2 separate regions of the Triticum aestivum genome follow, and region 2 is linked to region 1. Evidence: chromatin contacts called from public Hi-C data. All regions are on one chromosome and are shown on one strand. Each heading gives the region's core, a stretch centred on a gene start, on an enhancer-like site or on the middle of the called end of the contact. The rest is flanking DNA. Distances are from core to core; before and after follow the strand shown.

Evidence for each region. Hi-C and Micro-C count contacts between places; a contact is called where the count stands out from the background.
Region 2: a contact with region 1 is called in a Hi-C map of leaf, with 4 times the contacts expected there. The contact joins the promoter of LOC123132541 here to the promoter of LOC780671 in region 1. A contact is called at or near these places in 2 of 5 Hi-C or Micro-C datasets (both in leaf).

Annotation. Positions count from the first base shown.
Region 1 is chr6A:145,903,756-145,906,529 of IWGSC CS RefSeq v2.1, reverse strand. It overlaps LOC780671 (putative callose synthase 8), which reads left to right and starts at 1,374. Exons shown (of 41, transcript XM_044552364.1): 1 at 1,374-1,952. The coding sequence starts at 1,682.
Region 2 is chr6A:146,130,602-146,133,375 of IWGSC CS RefSeq v2.1, reverse strand. It overlaps LOC123132541 (bZIP transcription factor RISBZ4), which reads left to right and starts at 1,320. Exons shown (of 5, transcript XM_044552370.1): 1 at 1,320-1,735; 2 at 2,420-2,525. The coding sequence starts at 1,574.

The DNA of each region.
Region 1 (2,774 bases), core at 125-2,624:
AGTGCATGTGTTGCCTTGGGTTCTCGTCCACTAGTGGATGTGTGTTCCATCGAGGAAGCTATGTAGTTATCTCGTGTTTTTGTTCATCCCTGTGTTTCCCTTCTCATTTCTTCCTATAATTTTTGAAGATCGCCCCCCCTCAAGGGATACACCCCATATCACAACGCGAGTCTCAGGCTTGAGAATCATAGGCAGAGAAATGCAGTTAAATTGACGATCCCTCAAGGCAGGTGGCTCGGGTTGATTTGTGGTCGTAGGATGCCATCCGTGGTCTCGGGGTGTGACGGTTGTTGGTGCGTGGGGGCTCGAGTCTTAGATGTCGAGGCGGCGACCCCAAAAGGTGGGTTGCACAGTAAACTCTTTGGCGAGCCTCGTGGTAGTAGTGTTGGCAACTGTTCTTGGCAATGTGGATATCGAGGGTGAGGGCATTGCCATTGATGGTAGCTGGGCCTGGTCTAAACGCGAAGACCAAAATCCAAGTGTGACGGGATCCCCGTCACGGTCGGCTCAGTGACCAGGTTCCTCGGCAAGGTGAGGGAGATACTTTTAGTGAAATCTCAATACTTTGGCGCCGACATCGGCGATGCCTGCGGGTGTTGCCTCCCTCCTAGGGGTGCCTCTGTGGGCCTTCCCTTCCTTGCTTGCCGGATCTCTAGTGAAAACCCATGTCCGTTCTGTCGGACTGGGCGACATGGTGCGGTGCGTCGTTACCCTCTTAAGGGAGTAGTCCAAGCATTCATGTTCGGGTAGCGTCGCGCCGATGTTTGCGGGTAGGTGTGTATCATGAGGCGGAACTTCTTCAGCACCGCCATTTGGCGGTCTTGTTTGTTTTCTCTCCTTCATCTTGGGACGTGAGTTCTCTGTCGGTCAGTTTCTTCAGACTATTCTGGTTGTCGTTCCGACACTCCTGTACTTTTGCTCGGTGGCAAGCCAGCGGCGTCCGGCCATGCATTCCTTGTGCATTGCCCGCGCCCTCGCCTTGCTTCGTCCTAGTTTTCGTTGATCTGGTTTGTAAGAGGATAATCCAATCACCTTGTATCGCTAGGTCTATTGATTTTATCCACAAAGCAGGGCGAAAACCTCTTCGCAATCTCTCTCTCTCTCTCTCTCTTAGAATGACAAGGTAGATCACTTAGCCCAGAACAGCGTTGCTTAGCACTCTTGCTTAGCCAGTGCTCTCCAAAGCACTCTACCCACCAAGAGAGGGACGTCAAAGCCCCAAAGCAAAGGCAGATGTAATTCTTTTCTCTGGCAAAAGACAGCAAACGAAGGAAAAAAAAGCCAATCTACCACTAGACACCCCCACACTTTTTCTGCAACGCGTACCCCACCCCCGAACGTTCAAAAAGCCTCCCCCCACACCATCTTTTCTCGCACTACTCGTTTCCCCCTCCCTCGCCCCTTCCCCAGCCTCGTAGAAAAAGCCTTCGCCTCGCCTCACCAGTGCACGCACACAGACGCCGGGCCAACCAAATCCGAGATCAAAAGCGGGCGGCAGGCGAGGCGATCGCCGAAAAAAGCGAAAGCCGCCACCTCCGCGCCGGCCCGGGGGAGGAAAAGCGATAAAGCTTAGCGGCTAAGGCGACGACGAAAGCGAAAGCGAAGGCGGGATTTAGTAGATAAGTAGCGGCGATGGTGCCGAGTGCCGAGTCTCGCCTCCTCCGCAAGGACGCCTCACGCGATGGAGCCGGAGATCGTGGAGGTCGAGCCGCTGCGGTACGCACCGGCGCCGCAGTGGCGGGCGCCCCCTCCTCCCCCGCCGCTCCCGCCGCCGCCCATGACGGCGTCCTCCAGCGCGAGCGCCGCGGAGGCGAGCGCCAGCGCCAGCGCCGTCACGGCGGCGCTGCAGTTCGACAGCGAGAAGCTCCCGCAGACGCTCGTGCTGGAGATACGGCCGTTCCTGCGCGTCGCCAACCAGATCGAGGCCGAGTCCCCGCGCGTCGCGTACCTCTGTAAGCGCCCGCACGATAACTCTCCCTCGAGTGTTCTCTAGGACTTTTCACCTTATGATGGTGGTAGACTGCGGCTCGCTGGTGCCCGCGACGTGCTCGAGGAAATGCCGGCAGCTCAGGGAGGACCTGGGGTGCAAGATGGACGTTGAACGTCGATGTGTGTAAGTGGTGCAGTGTGTATGTCATTTGAGATCCTGTCGGTGACTGTATTCAGGATAACGCGGGTACGAAACCAGCCTGAAGAGATTCGAGGTGGTTTGGTGCCACTCGTTTCAGTTCAGGAGTATTCTATCTTTTGTGTTGTCATATCCTCTGATGCCGGAAGTTTATGGTTGGTGATCGTGAGTTCTCGGGTGCTTGGTCGTCCATTGCTGCTTTCCACCATCGCTTAAGCATCGTTGCTGATTTAGTTACATCTGGTAATTTGTAGATTCTGCAAAGGATGAGGGGCGAGGCTACTTGGCAGCTCACATGCTTAGCACATCACCTTCTTGAATCTTGAATATCCTTGTCTTCCACTTTCATTTAAAAGAAATGTGTTGTAGGACCAGATGTTAACTGGTTATATTCCAAAGGCTAGAGGGTCTGTTCTAGAATCAGCCAAAGATTCTTCCACAAAGAACATTCTTCTTTAGCAGTACTACCTTTCTGCTTATTTCCCTTCGTTAGCAGAGTAGGTTGTTGGAAGCCTTAAAAATACAGGTAGCTTGATCAGCAGGCAAGTGAAAAACATTCCTTAATTTGGGCTGCAGTACAACATTTGCATCAGGTCGCATAAAAGGTGGCATAACTTATGATATTGCATCACCGAAGAGCTTATGG
Region 2 (2,774 bases), core at 71-2,570, 230 kb before region 1:
GTTGACTCACCTCTTCCATCATTAAAACTCCATTATTGCTCCAAGCTCCATTTTCGCCCGATCTCACTCCCTAGCCAACCAAACTTGTTGATTTGCTCGGGAGTGGTTGAGAAGACCCCGATCTACACTTCCATCAAGAGATATTTGATTCCCCCTACTAATCCCTTGCGGATCTTGTTACTCTTGGGTGTTTGAGCATCCTAGACGGTTGATGTCACCGCGAAGCCACAGTCCATTGTGGTGAAGCTTCGTGGTGTCGTTGGGAGCCTCCAATTGAGTTGTGGAGATTGCCCCAACCTCGTTTGTAAAGGTTCGGTCGCCGCCTCCAAGGGCACCAATAGTGGAATCACGACATCTCCCATTGTGTGAGGGCGTGAGGAGATTACGGTGGCCCTAGTGGCTTCTTGGAGAGCATTGTGCCTCCACAGCGCTCCAACGGAGACGTACTTCCTCTCAAAGGGAAGGAACTTCGGCAACACATCCTCGTCTCCACCGTCTCCATTCTTAGTTATCTCGTGCCTTTACTTGTGTAGATTATTTGTTTCATATATCTTGCTTGCTTGTGTTTCTATTCGTGTTGCATCATATAGGTTGCTCATCTAGTTGCATATCTAGACAACCTACTTTGATGCAAAGTTTAAATTGCTAAAGAAAAGCTAAAAATTGTTAGTTGCCTATTCACCCCCCTCTAGTCAACCATATCGATCCTTTCAGCATTGATTCCCGCGGGAAACGAGGCGATGTGGACGACGAAGCGGCGCGTCGCTGACAGGGCGGGTCCATCACAGTTCGCGCCAAAAACGGTCCGTCCGGCGCCCCCAGGCGATCCCCAGCACGCCGGGTTCGAGTTGGATACGCCGGCGTCAATTTCTGCCCAATCCGGCGGAAAACGGATTCCTGAAGGCGCGACTGGGCTATTTTTTCGGCACCGGTGCCGAAAAAGTGTCCTGGGGTGCCTGTTGGGGACGCGGCTGGAAATGTTCTATTGTGAGGCGAGGAATGAGGAGTGACTAGGCGCTGTCCGCGGACGCATCCCAGACATTGTGGGGCAAACTTTGTAAAGTCTGATTGTAGATGCTCTACGATATGTTTTTATTTTCTTCGAAGCAGAGAAGAGAGAACCCACCGGAGCTCGACACCCATGCACGGACGTCACTTCCTCTTTGCGTTGCCTCGCAATTTCGCGGTGACGAGGATCCTAAACCGTGGTCCCGCGTGTCTGGCCTGGATACGGCCGGTCGAGGGGCAGACCCGTAGATATCCTCGAAGAAGGCGCCCCAGAGACGAGCCGAACCGCTTTCCACGCCCGACTTCACTCCTTCCAGCCAGCCAGCCACCTTTCTTCTCCTTTGGTTTTTTTCTATCCGATTGATCGATCGACCGCCGAAAAGAGCTTTTTCTCTCTATAGCGTTCCGCCTCACCGCGGCATCTCCCCTCTAAAAGGAAGCACCGGACGCCGACGCCACGTACCGGAGCACCCACCAGACTCCTCCTCCGCAGCTCTGCTCAGCTCACCTCAGCTCCCTCCCCCTCTCCGCAGCGGCAGCGCAGCGAGCGAGCGAGCGACCGGCGATGAAGAAGTGCGCGTCGGAGCTGGAGCTGGAGGCCTTCATCCGCGGGCGGGGGCTCGGCGCCGAGCAGAAGCCCGGCACCGCCGCCGTGGGCACCGCCAACGGGCCCTACGGCCTCTTCTCCGCCGCCGACCTCTCCGGCGCCTTCGGCTTCGCCGACGCGGTGAGTCCGTCGCCCTCGATCGATCTCCTCCTGTTAACGTAGCGCAGCAGAGGAGCTGATGAAACTGTGGCGCGTACTGCATAGCACGGAATTTTTGGATGCTTATGGCATGGCATGTTCTGAATTTCTGATGATCATACGCGACATATGCATATATTTTTTCCCCTTGATGGCATGAGATGGTGCTTGCATCATTCCTGCCGACTAGAATTAATTGAACCACCTGCGGCTTGTGGGTGAGATGCGGGCCATGCGATGCGACCTAGCCTTTCCTCTTGGCAACATGCACGCTTAACATCCTTGAGAAAGAAATCATATTTATTTAAAAATATAACTATATTTTGGAGGTGGACGAAAGATTCCCATATGCCAAAGTTAGGAGTGTGTGTGTGTGTTCAGTCTTTCTTTTCTTTCATTCGAATTTCGGTCATCAACTGAAATCAGTGGCTTTTATGGTGATTTTGGCTTTTTCAATTCGGCCAACACCAAAAGTTGTGTTCGAATTTGACTGAAATTCAACCAAAAAATTATCAAATTTTGTCAAACATCTGAATTCTATGTAGTACTAGAAGATGCAAACGAATAATACACCTTTGCTATGCATGATATGTTCTGATGTAGAGCTCCACTTGGGCGATTGTTTTCACTGTACTGAATTTCTTTCGTTTTTTCCCAACTAAGCAGACCCTGAATGGAACAATTCAGACTCACTTGTGGTCTCAGTCCCCGAACCTCGGCGCACGGCATCCCGCGGTCTCCACGACAATCGAGTCGCAGTCGTCAATCTATGGTAAATGCATCCAACATAGTTCCTCTTCCACAGTTTTCAGTGAGTTCATATGATTGTGTTTAGAAGAAGAATGGTTCATTGCTGTGTGCCATGGTTTTCAGTACTAAACTGCACACTGAATCACATGATATTCAGATGTTTGGGCAGACATAGTAGGTGCTGTTGCGTCTAAACCGGGCTTGGTTACAACACATGACTAGACGACTGGTGTGTCTTGCTCATGCTCTGTTGAATTCTCTATCTATGCAG